Regions from separate parts of the Anas platyrhynchos genome. Here region 1 is linked to region 2. Evidence: chromatin contacts called from public Hi-C data. All regions are on one chromosome and are shown on one strand. Each heading gives the region's core, a stretch centred on a gene start, on an enhancer-like site or on the middle of the called end of the contact. The rest is flanking DNA. Distances are from core to core; before and after follow the strand shown.

Evidence for each region. A called contact is a pair of places that touch in the nucleus more often than the background predicts.
Region 1: a Hi-C map of subcutaneous adipose tissue shows a contact between it and region 2, with 3 times the contacts expected there. The contact joins two enhancer-like sites. A contact is called at or near these places in 7 of 8 Hi-C or Micro-C datasets (F1 follicle, F5 follicle, liver and 3 more).

What each region holds. Positions count from the first base shown.
Region 1 is chr2:11,128,565-11,135,040 of IASCAAS_PekinDuck_T2T, reverse strand. No RefSeq gene overlaps it. Among named protein-coding and RNA genes, the nearest start is that of TRIB1, 82 kb to the left of the region's middle. Within about 2 kb of position 3,595, at least 2 of the 8 cell types and tissues checked have an H3K27ac peak or open chromatin away from gene starts, as enhancers often do.
Region 2 is chr2:10,702,090-10,708,128 of IASCAAS_PekinDuck_T2T, reverse strand. It overlaps LOC110352457 (a long non-coding RNA gene), which reads left to right and starts at 1,347. Exons shown (of 4, transcript XR_005263887.2): 1 at 1,347-1,661. Within about 2 kb of position 4,153, at least 1 of the 8 cell types and tissues checked has an H3K27ac peak or open chromatin away from gene starts, as enhancers often do.

The DNA.
Region 1 (6,476 bases), core at 2,346-4,845, 430 kb before region 2:
TCCCTAGCGTAAACCTGTGCTTGGCTGGCTCCGAGCTCTTCTGAGGGAGGGGACCAGGCTTTCTTTCCACAACCCCTGCTCAGAATATTTGCACTCCATAAAGCATATCTTTCCGTGTACAAACTCATGTTTGCATGAAGGACGTAGTGATTTCAGCATCACAGAGCCAGGCAGCTCCAGCCTCGGCTCTGGTCCTTTGAGAGAAGCTGGGAATATTGCCTACTATAAAAGGGCTGGCTTTAGACTAGAGTGTGGTTTAAGGTCAACACCTTCTTGGGCTTTCATAAATGTTCTCCTCTTCTGACTCAGACAGTAAATATCTGTGTTCATCCAGCTATCTTCACCCTTTCTGAACATAATAGTTTCCATATTTAAAGGTGGGACTGCAATAACAGGATTTGGTTGAAATCTAACTACTTATTTCTTTCCATGCAGCAGTTTGAGCCAAAGATCGAGTAGCGGTATCCCCAGGGCCGGAGAAACTTGTATTAACAATTCATTTAGCTTTTTTTTTTTTTTTTTTTTTTTTTTTTTTTTTTTTTTTTTTTTCCAAACAGCAGGGGGAGCTCAAATTCTGCCTGAATCCCCAAAAGCAGAGAAAGTACAGTCTGCTGACATTCTATTTTAACCAGAGGGGGAAAAAAAATACTCGTGGGGTTTTTCTTACAAAATTGCATATTTTTTTTTTCCCCCCAGTATGCCACAGGGAGACAATTAGAACATGTAAAACAGATAATACAGTAATTAACATGAACAGTTGTGTAACAGGAGCATTGCCTGCATGGGCCTTGGTAGCTGTTTAATGTGTATATTTCATCTTTCTACTTTCATGGAAAACGGTCCGAGTGGTTTTAACACCTATCTCCTTGAATCAGTACCCAGCAAGTTCAGAACTTGGGAGGAGCTGAAATCAGTGCTGCTTGGGTAAAAAGCAATATTTGGGAATGATGGAGCAAATCCATTCCTGGACTCAGTTGGCCAGAGGTGACTTTGGCTTGGAGGTATTTAGCCATACAAGGCTCCTGTGTTCTTGGAGTGCCACGTAAGCACTATTAAAGCCACACCACATCCCCACACTTCTGTAGGTGGATGAGCACCATCAGGCTCTGTTTGGTACAGGAGAAACCTTCACACATGGATGGCAGTGACTTGTGCAAGATCATGCTGTCAGGACAGGACCGGGAGATTATGATCTTGCTTCTCGGTGTTTCCCTCAGAAAGGCTGGTGCAGTTGTTGTCAAGCTCTTTCATCCAGGATCCAAAATCCATTCGTAATTGCTTCCCCATAATCCCCTGAGATCCCACAGCCTTCAGATCTCTGTGCAGGCAGGTGGGGAGGCTCGGTGGGGGCTGGCAGAGGATGACAGGGGGAATGAATGGGTTTTAGATGGGTGCAGTTTCAGGGAAGATAGGAAGCATGTTAATTTTCCTCCCTGGTTCTGCTCCAGTGGGGAACCCTGTGGGAAAGTGGTGGTTTTGCTCTCCCTAATGCCACTGGATGCAACATGGAATATTCTCCCATATCCATAGCATGTGTCCTCTGATTTGGAAATTTTTATTTGAACTGAATGATCTCTAGTTGTGCAGGATTATGGCTGTTCAGGGCTCTGTGGGCAAAGTGAGTCCCTGCTGCCATTTATGTAGCAGGGAAGCAAATACTCCACAGAGCCAAGAAAAGACTGAGTAGCCCCTGGTGTCAAGCTCAAATCACAGTCTTCTTTCTTTTATTTGTGATATTTCTTTACCTACCGTATCCTTATGAATGGCTTTGATGGCAACAGACGGAGCAGGCTAACTACCGTATCCAGTGCAAACAATGCTGATGCAGTCTCCAAGGGGATAAATTACGCTGGCTAATCAGGAAACGCAGTGATAAAGCTGAAACCTTTGCTTTCAGGGTTTCTGTTCATTGTCTCCTCAACCAATGTGCTATCATCAATTAGTAGGAACTGGGATCTCTTAGACAATCTAAATCTAGGTGCATTTCTTTGGCTAAAGTTGGCCCATCTCTTAACTTGTGAAAACCAGATCTGCGTTTCATGGAGTCCTACTTGTGTTAACAGAATTTATAATAAACCTACAGGTGAGCAGAGGAATAGTAGTGGGAGACAAGATATGGGATATTAATGATAAATTCATTATTCCTATTAAAAATCAGAGGGATTTTGGACAGAGAAAACATAGCTAGAGCAAGGATTTCATCCTTTCAATTGGATAGGAGTTGGGAACAAACGTTTACTCTTAAGAGGCTGAACAGAGAAAGCCAAGGCTGGATGACCATCCCCAAGCCCATGCAATGAACTTCCAGCCAACGAGGTGCCCCAGGAAGAAGAAAGACCCAAGAGGGAAGAGTCCCATGCTCCCAGAGCGGGGTCAACAGGTGCCACCAGCAGCGTGTGAGAAGTGCCTGGCGTGGCCTGCGAGCATGGCGTGTGCCCTCCCTGCTCTCGGCAGGAACTGTGTCCTTACATGCAGTGCCGCACGCAGCCTCCCTATCGCACGTAATGAATGCCAGACTGCTGTCTGTGAATGGGTAATGGTACTTCCCCACCACTTCAAAGTCGATGTGTTTCACTATTTTTTTTTTCAACCGTGATGTTGAAAGAGATGATTTTTCTCCTCTAAAAACCGCAGCTGCTGAGAAGTTAATGAAGGGCGCTGTTTTTGAAACTCCCGGGGGGCTGATGCTGCCTCCTCCAGCTTTGCTGTGACTTTTGCTTGGGAACCAAGCACTGGGCTGGATCCTTACTGCTGATTAACACTCGTAACCGCAAGCACAAGTGGCTGAGAAAGTGTGATGGTGGAGTCAGCACCTGATGTTGAATTGGCACAAGAAGACACCAGCCTCACTGTAGGTTTGTGTGCTTAGCTGCTTGGTGGTGCAGAGCACCAGGGTTATTGGCACTTCATCCCATGGATGAGATCTCTGTACATTTGTCTGTATACCTGTTCAGTTACCTAAAGTTTTTTTTTTTTTTTTTTTTTTTTTTTAAAGAGATGCATAAAGGTGGGAGACATGGAAAAGGCATTGTCAGGTTGCATCTTTGTCATCTGTATGATGCTGATGGCAAATATCTGTGACCTTTCTGTGCCAAGGCAGTGTGACAGCAAAGTCCTGTCTTGGAGGGGTCATGAAGAGGAATGGGAACCAGCTGAGACAAATGCCATGGCTGGTTGGCTTTTTGTTCTTCATATAATGGTGAGGGAGCTTTAGGTCTGCTGAGTCCTGTAATAAGTAAATTAAATAAGAAAAAATGAATAAAAGAATGAGAAAAGGGGGAGTGGTCATTGACAAGGGGCAGAAAAGAAGCCCAGGGGGTTGAATTGAAGAAATGCGTCTTGTGCATGGTGGGAAAGGGCCGTGGAGGAGCAGAAGCTGTGGTCCCAGGGAGGTGTCATCCGCCCAGTGCTGCAGGCAGCAGCCCAGTGCTGTCACCCGTGCCTGACTCCTCCAAGAGCAGAGCTTGCTGCCACCTCCTGCACCCCGGGCTGGTTTCCCCGGGTGCCAGTTGCCAAGCTGGTGATGCTGGGAGGAGTGGGAGCCCCGGAGCCACAGGGAACACGGTACCTCCCTTCTGTGTGTGTGGTCTCCCCTACATAAGCCTGGCCCCGGAGGCGGTTGTGGAAAAGGGCAGTCCCTGCTAGGACATGTTGCTGCTTCTTTATCAGTTGCTGTGGCTGTTGCTGGTTGCTTTATTGCGAGCAGATGCCGTTTGCTCAGCTTATTGACTGGAGATTACATACAGCTGCGCTGTATAAAAGGGAGCCTGAATTATCTTACCTGCAAAGGCTATTTAAATGGGAAGCTTCAAACTCCCCTTCATCCTCCCATAACCGTATTTAATTTATAATTGAGACCTAGATGCAGAAAGCTTTTGAAATGTGCCTATAAGGTAGTGGTGAATTGCGATTTGGGCAAAACTGAACCTCCCTTAGCATTGCTTTGCTGTTACATGCCTCACATGCATCAGACAATATGGGATTACAGAGCACCTGATGCTACCGAGCCGCCTGCTGCAAAAAGAAGTAACGTACTCCTTTTTGATTAACTTCTTCAAACGCATCAGGTCTATTAACTACCCCCCTCAAGACATATCGCTATCATTGAAAGAGCACTTTGAAAGCATGTGACTACAGAGAATGGCTCCCCATTAATTTAAGAGAAAGCATATAGCTAAAGTCAGAGTGTGAACCTGACTCACCACTTTTTTAATAAAGCTCACTATTTGGGGAATGAAGTATTCAAGCAGAGGAGAGTTTAACTTTTCCAGAAGAGAATTTATGATGATGTGTTGGAAGACCTGGTTTATTGTTTGCTTAAATTAAAGATTTTAATGAGAAAAGTTAATTCAGACTGCAGATACCACATCAGAGCTACAACTACATCTGCATTCTTTGTTCTTTTTCAAATAAAGAAATGATTTTGGGGAGGCAAGTGAGGAGATACTGCCTAGCTATCCACATCTGATTCAGGGGTCTCTAGGACAGGAGCCTACATAATCAGTGGAGAGCAACAACCTTCTCCAGGATGTAGTTCGTGTAATCTGAGGTAGAGCTCTACTGTGGAAGGACTAAGGTTTATCCACAGGATGTGTCCTACAGCAGAGATCTGAAATCAGTCCAAAAATCCCGTTTGCCTTTTCTGTAAATAGGTTTAAAAAATAAAAATTTGAACATGCACCTTTACAGCCATATTTTTTTCTTTCTTGTAAATGTACAATCTTCATAAAAATTAAACTAATACACTATCAGTCTTCTGTTTAAATGGGTCTGTTTAGTGAGGTTGGTACAGTTCAGATCAGCATGAGACGTCCTTCCACTGTGTCCTGCTTAGCAGAAGCAACAGTTACCTTAAGGTCAACTATTAGAAGCCATTACAGGACTTTTACTGGACATTGTTGCAATCATTTCTATAAGGTGATGTTCACGCTGAAGTACTCTTCTCATTCAGAGATGTGCAATGATGCCAGTTCTGCCTGTCCAGTGGAAAAGCTGGAAACAGAAATGTTGAGCCACTTCTCCAAGAAAATCTTAATCTACTCTGTTGCGAAAGCAGTTCTCGACTCACATTTATATTCCAGACAACAGGTTAATGCATCACTGAAATGTCAAAGGACACAATATTTCTGGTACTTATAAGAAGAATTACCAACATTACTGGTAAATGGGAAACCTTTGTGTTTAAGCTGTGATGTGCTTAGTAGTGTGCAAGATGTATATAGAAACTGCCTCAAGGGACCCGACAAATAAAAAATAGCAAGAGGAGATTAACACAAAGGCTTATGCAAAAGATAAGCAAGGAAAGAATTAACTTTTCTTTTTCCCTAGAGTAGAACCAGGCTTTTAAAAGGAATTCATACCTGTAGTTGGTAAACAGATAAATCCTTTTAGTCCTATTGCTCGTGAGAGAATGAAGAAGGCTTGTTGGTGTAGCTTGGCAAAATTGCAAGGACTCATTTTTTTTGGCCAGTGCCCACTGTGGGACTACAATTCTCCTTTCTGTATGCATCGGGCTGGTGCACTGCACACACAGAGGAAAAGCTCTGCTCTGAACAGCCCAGGGAAAGTATTAGGATGGTTCATTAGGGAATTTTTCACTCACGTGCCTATGCAGAGTAGTAAGAAAATATATTTAGTACATTAATTCCTTAGAAATTGATGTTGCTGTATAGGATGTGCCAGAGTGAGGCCAACTGCAAGCGTTTCTAAGACTAGCACAGACCTTGACAAACTAAGCATAATTACAGCATATGTAGAGTTCTTGGTTTTCAAATGCCATGCATTTGGAAATACGTCTATTTCAATAGACCAGCATGGAGGAGAGGATTTGCAAAAGGTCGCAATATGAAGCTACAGGAATTTTCTAGGATGAGCAAAACTCTGCCTTTAAATACAACGCTATGGCTTTATTAGCATCCCCTACAGTTTTGTGGCTGCAGCAGTACAAACAAGAGCAACAACAAACAAACAAAACAACAAAACAAAACGAAACAAAACAAAAAAAACCAACAAACACCAGCCTTGAATAACTCCATGGGAAGGCTGCAATGAAGAGAAAAACAAGGCTTAGTTGTGGTAAATGTCTTTTCAATCTAACTATGCAGTACGTGCAGGGGGAATAGTCAAGAAGTCAGAACTTCTTATCCAGTGGGCAATGAGATACAGTGTCATGAAACTAGAGAAATTCAAACTTTGGAGAGAAAAAAGGAAATCATCTCTAAATGGTCCAGCAGATAAAAAAGACTACTGGGCTTCCTTTGGGGAATTCAGCTGCTCTGAGTCCTCAGGTAGATGTGAAGGTGGGGTTTCTGATGTGAGAGTGAAAACCATAAAACACCAATCTTGGGGAAGAGGAAATGCCTCTTGGAAGTTTTTCTGGTCTGCTGGTCTAGAAACAGTAATGTCCCATTCTCAGCACCACATTCCCTGTGGCTCCTGATGTTTGCTTCATAACAGATATTCTCACATCTCTGGAT
Region 2 (6,039 bases), core at 2,904-5,403:
GAAACAGTGGCTTACCACTTCTTAACAGAGAAGCTGAAGTTCAGTGAAAAATCCTCACAGCCATGTGATGGCATAAAGCGCACTGGACTTCAATTAACCATTTTTCTTCTATATATTCTTCTCTCTCTCTCTCTCTATATATATTTCTTCTCCTATTGGGCCCAGAGGTGAGAGAAAAACTCCTGTTGGCAGTATGAAAAGCCCCATAAATATTAATCCATATGTGCACATCTGTTGGGGTTGTTCAGCCTGGAGAAGAGCAGGCTACAGGGAGACCTTCTAGTGGCCTTCCAGTACTTAAAGGAGGACTACAGGAAAGTTGAGGTAGGATTTTTTAGAAGAGTATGTAGTGACAATACAAGGGATAAATTGTTTTAAACTAAAAGAGGTTAGGTTTAGATTAGATATAAAGAAGAAACTGTTTACTATAAGAGTGATGAGGCACTGGACCAGGTTTCCCAGAGAAGCTGTGGATGCCCCATCCCTGGAGGTGCTTAAGGCCAGGCTGGATGGGGCTTTGAGCAACTTGGTCTGGTGGGAGGTGTCCCTTCCTGTCTAGGGCAGGGCATTGGAACTAGGTGATCTTAAAGTCCCTTCCAACCCAAACCATTCTGTGGTCTGCAGTCCTAGGTGGAATATTTCCTATGGTTGAAGGAAAGAGGAAGCTGCCATGATGTTATTCCAGGTTTGACCAATAAGCAGCAATTTATACTTCTAAATGAGATATCTAGAGGTGCCCACCAAAAAAAAAAAAAAAAAATCAAAAATCAACAAACAAACAAACAAACAAAAACCTTCAGTGAAAAGAAAAGAGTAGATGGAGTTAGACATTATAGAGAAAAGCAGAAAAGATTTGAGTGAGAACTGGCACAAGTTGTCCATACAGGCATACAGGCTGTGGAGTCAGTCCTTGGAGATCTTCAAATTTGCCTGCATGTGGGTCCTGGGCACCCTGCTCTGGGTGTCCCTGCTTGAGCAGGGTTGGACCAGAGGGCCTCCAGAGGGCCCTGCCAGCCTCAACCAGTCTGCAATTCTGTGATTAGCTTTGACCAGACAAAGCAATGTTTCTGAGCCTAAGTCCTGCCGAGCATTTTTATAAAGAACTAACTATGTTAATTCCACCACCTTATTCAGATTTTAATCAGATCCTGTGCTCAAATGAGCTGTTTCAAGCACTGGAACTCAGTGGCCCAGGAGAGCTCAGCTCAGAGGTTGGGTTTGATCTGCAGTGAAATTGTTGTTTTCACTCAATTTCCCAGCTGAGTTGCCTCTGGCACAAAGGGTCAAGTGATTTGAGTGAATTGTCCTTGGCTCATTCAGGATCAAAGCACAGGTTTTGCCTGGTTCCACTTCTTTCCTCCACCCACACTGTTAAAGGATCACTGAACCTTTGGTATCCAGTCCCTGATAAGCACAATAGGCAGTGATAAGCGAAAGCAGAGGAAAAAAATAAAAAATAAAACACACAGAGTTATTTCCTTTGAGCAGATACCAGAAAGTAAATTGGTAGAGAAGAAGAAGTTTCAGTCTACTCACACCAAAGAAGCAGAGTAGTGTAATGCAAGATTTCTGCCTGGAGAGGCTATTGGAGGATAGGATGTGTGTCTGTGGTGCCAGGGGAAGGAAGGGAAAGAAAGGATGTGCCTGTTGGTGCTATGCAGGTAAGGAACTCTGAAATCTCTTCTTTGTTCAACATTATCTCAACCTGTGTTTATGAAGGTTAATAAGCAGAGGAGTGGGCATCTCATCCTGCCTTAACTTGTCTTATTTTGTAATTCCAGGCAAGATGTTGTTTTTCTGTCATTCCCAGAAAAGCCAAGAGCCAAGCCTGCACCTCTGAAGTTGTCATTGTTAGTGAGGCTCAAAAGGACTTTCAGGAGAGTATTCATTGCAAGTAGCACCCTTATTTATATTTTTGGATTAGTGTAGTACAAGCATTGGAAGAATTTCATGTTATTTTTGAATGTTGCTGTGGTCACATTATGCCCAGAGAAGAGCCAAGAGTGTAACACTGAGGGAACGGAGAGAAATCTTCAGTAAGAGGATTCAATGTTTCATACCTTCTAAGTACAGCTAGTGCTTATGGTTGAACTTAAACTCTAGCACAGACTGCCAGTTTCCAGGAGAAAAAAAAAAAAAAAAAAGTAGGTGCAGAAATGACTGGTCTAATTTCTGCCATATTCTTCTTTGTAAAATTATTTTTGTGGCTAAGTGACTGAGGATAAATGGACCTGATTTGCAACATACGGCTTAGAGGGGGCCTTAATAGATCTGATTCACACAACTATTTGTTTTCAGAGTGATACATCCTTTCTAACCATACCAAATAACCCACTTGCTCTTTGTATTTTTGGGAAAATAGCCACAGAAATATCTATAGATATTTCAAACGTTATTTTTCCTGACTATTTAGAGAATTTGGATAAGAAAATTTTAACAGGGAAGACCTCCTCAAACTGTTCTAGTGGCCAGGTTCAGCATCTGCTCTAAGCATTGGAAGACTGATTGAAGACCTGCTTCAAAGCAGGTGAACAAACCTGAAGATACCAGAGCTCAGTAAGAACTCTAGCTCATTAAGCTCCAGCTTCAAGAGGAGGGCTTCCAGACTTCGCCTTCCAGAGAGGGCTGATCCAATAAGTTTTGTGTTTTTTTGTTTTTTTTTTTTTAAACACTGGTGGAGCTGGCCCCAAAGTCAGGAAAAAGGAAGTAGATATCCAAGTCCTTTGTATTAGGGGGACTTGGGTGGATCCACGAATATTCAGCAGCAAGAAAAAAAAGAAAAATCTGGGGATTTTCAGTTATTCCTGGGTAAGTAGCATCTTCACAAGGACCTAAATTATCTAATAAATGCTTGAAATAGGTGGATGTGGGTTAATATTTTCTCAAGTTCCAAAGATTTTAAGAAGGCATGCTGTTACTTGCCTTTACCAAAAGAGGGTTGTGATGCCAAGCACACTACACTTGCAATGCACAGAAGGATTTTTTTGGTCAGAATGTTGAGTGGCCAATCTGAACTGTCAGAGCCTGTGTACATTTGGTCAAGAAATTATATAGGAATACAATATTTAATGACATATCTGATATTTCCTGTATGTACTGACTCCCTTGGCAAAAAGAGCCCTCTTGCAGTGGTGGTATAAATTTCTCTGATCCCTGACAAAACATTAAGATAGAAAGGCCTATGACAATGCAAAGAAAAGGGTCATTAAAATAGTTTTGACTCAAAAAGTTCAGGGTGAGTTTGCAGTAAAAGTTTGCGAGTGGGAAATGATGCATTTCTCATTAAGTCCAAACCAGTTCTCCTGTCCCTGTTGATGATGTGCCCTTGTTTCAAACCAATTAAACGGGAGCTAATCTCTCTTGGTTTGAGACATGCTGTCTTTGTTACGTATAGTTTCTTTTGTGCCAAAAGTCCTAATGGATTTTTTGTAACCTACATCCATACTGGAGAATAATCATCTCTGTACAAACACAGAAGATCTGGTTCCTGAACCAGACAACTTTGAACTTGATTCAGGGCCAAATGAGGGAAAACTGAAAGGCTCCCATTGACTTCACTGAGTATTAGATCAGGCTGTCACTGTCTACATTCAGTCAAGGACATACAGCAGCTAATTTAAGGCCTATATTGTGAATGGGCTGAAAAGCACAATGACAATGCAGTACACATTCTTTTTAGCACCTGTCTTTGGTGAAGGGTGGCTGAAAAACTTCGTGGAAGAAGAGTTTTAAGAACAAATTCAGAACAATGACCATTCAACCTTGCTTGACTCTAATAGAGATCTCAGAAACACTTTTTCTGGGAAGTGGATAGAGTATCACAGGATTAATTAAAAAAATAAAAATAAAAAAATACAGGTTGAGATGAACCAGATTGACACATAAATGGCATGTAACTTCAAATACTTCTGCACTTGGACTTCTGAGTGATGCCTATGTTGTTCAAAATACTCCGGGAGATTCCTGATTGGAAAACCACACAGCCCTGCAAGCAAGGCAGCTAAGAAATAAGTATAATTTCAAAGGTAAAGTGGGTTTAAAGGGTTCATTCTACAAGCATCCTTGTAAATGTGCTGTGCCGTAAATATCCAGCTCCTTTAACCAACTCTTCAGTTCCTGGGAGTCAGGCCTGAACACAACTCACGGTGATACACCACCACCATGTGGTCGTTGCCAGGAAAAAATAAACTATTATGGAATAGTTGGGAGGAACTTGGGCCGATGTTTCAAAACTTGGGAGATATTTAGTTACTGTGGTAACAGAAGATCCTAAAGCACTTGGCCACTATTATTTAATGTGTTGTCAGCAGTTTCCAACACTGCTATAATGTGAACATTTACTGGGTATGTCTGTGAACAGTGAGACAGAAAATCCATGCTTTTCCAACCTCTGGTCCCCAGGCCTGAAGTAAAGCCAGGCACAGAAGGAGGTACTCATGCACCGTCAGGTGATGTAGTCCTTCAGCATTTTAACCTCTCTGGACATCCTTGTAATAGGTTCTGGAATGGCTGGGACTGAGTAAAGAGATTGTCTGCATTGCTGGGAACAGCTTGGGGTATTCTTTTTCAAGGCAGCAATAGCATTCTTTGAAAATACTTCCTTAATATGTGCTTTAGAGGCAAATACTGCATGGTGATATTGTTTTGTTATGGTTTTCCTGTAGAGTTTCTAATTCATTTTGAGTTCCAGAGATATCTGGGAAAGGTCGGGGAGGTTTCCACTTTTATTAGGGTTGGGTGGGAAGCAGCACCTTGAAATATCCCTTTCTGTAGGGGGAAAGGGATTTCCCCTATGCAGAAGGCTGAGCGCTCTTTTTGCTTAGTGAGAGGGATCGCATTCCTTATTCTGATTTTGACAAATACTGTTATCATCCTTACTGCGGTCTGTAGGACTTTCCAGAGGGGAACAAGAAACAGACTTTATAGACAGTTTCTGCAACACATTTTTCTGTTGCTTTTCTTTTGTGGTTAGTAACTGCAGGGGGATGAGGACCCAGCCTACTCTGGTCTTTGAGGAGTTTTTCAGGTTATGCATTAATTGTCTATGCAAAGATAAGGCTCTGGGCTCCTTGCCTTATTCCTATTATTATTATTATTATTATTATTATTATTATTATTATTATTATTATTATTATTATTATTATTTTCCTTGTCTTCACAATCCCAAACTCTTTTTTACTGGGGGTTTTAATGAACCTCCAAACACAAGTCTTTGTCAAATATATTAGTAAGGCACTTCTATGTGATGGATCCAGACGCATCTTCAAAGCAGAGTAAGGCAGCTGTTCCTCTTTTTCAGACTCTGTAGCGTAAAAGAGCCTTTAAGCAGAGACCCTGAAAGAAAAGCATCCTGACCTTCTATTGTAGAGCCATGCAGGGATTTTTGCTTCCAAAATACTAACCACTTGCACAGGTACATAATAGCAAGGAGGAGATATGTAACCATACTGCAGGAATATATCCAACCACACCAATAAATAACTCTGTTTGAACTATTTATCTGGTCTTCTAATAGCTCACTGCTTCACATGTATTTTCCTCCCATCTTTATGGGCCTAACTCTGGAAGGTGCAGATTGGTTTTCGCATGCCTGAGGGTGTGGAACTGTAACGAAGCTTTTCTCTGCTCTAACAGCTTAACCTCTCTTTCTCTCTGCAGCAGTGGTGCTCTTTAATAAAAGTGCTGGGATGTGGATAGAAGGCTTTCTCAAGGGCAACATCTCTCCCTTATTTCTGCTTCCAGTCACCTCCGTCATATTTTCCCCTGAGTGACCCCCTTAGGAGGCTGCAATGCCCAGACACCAGGAACTTCACTGAGGCTTCTGTCTCTGACTCCCTGAGTTGTAATTTGTGGTGCCTGCAGATACTGGATATCCATTTGGGATTTAATTTGCATGGGAAAGGAATTAAAGCACCTCTTTTGTGTATGGTCCCTCCACAGCCTTTAACTGAGTCAGAGGTTAAGCGTAAATCCCAGGGAAGCACACCAAGACTCAGACTGTCCATTATTAATCTATTTTCTGATATACTTTCCAGCACC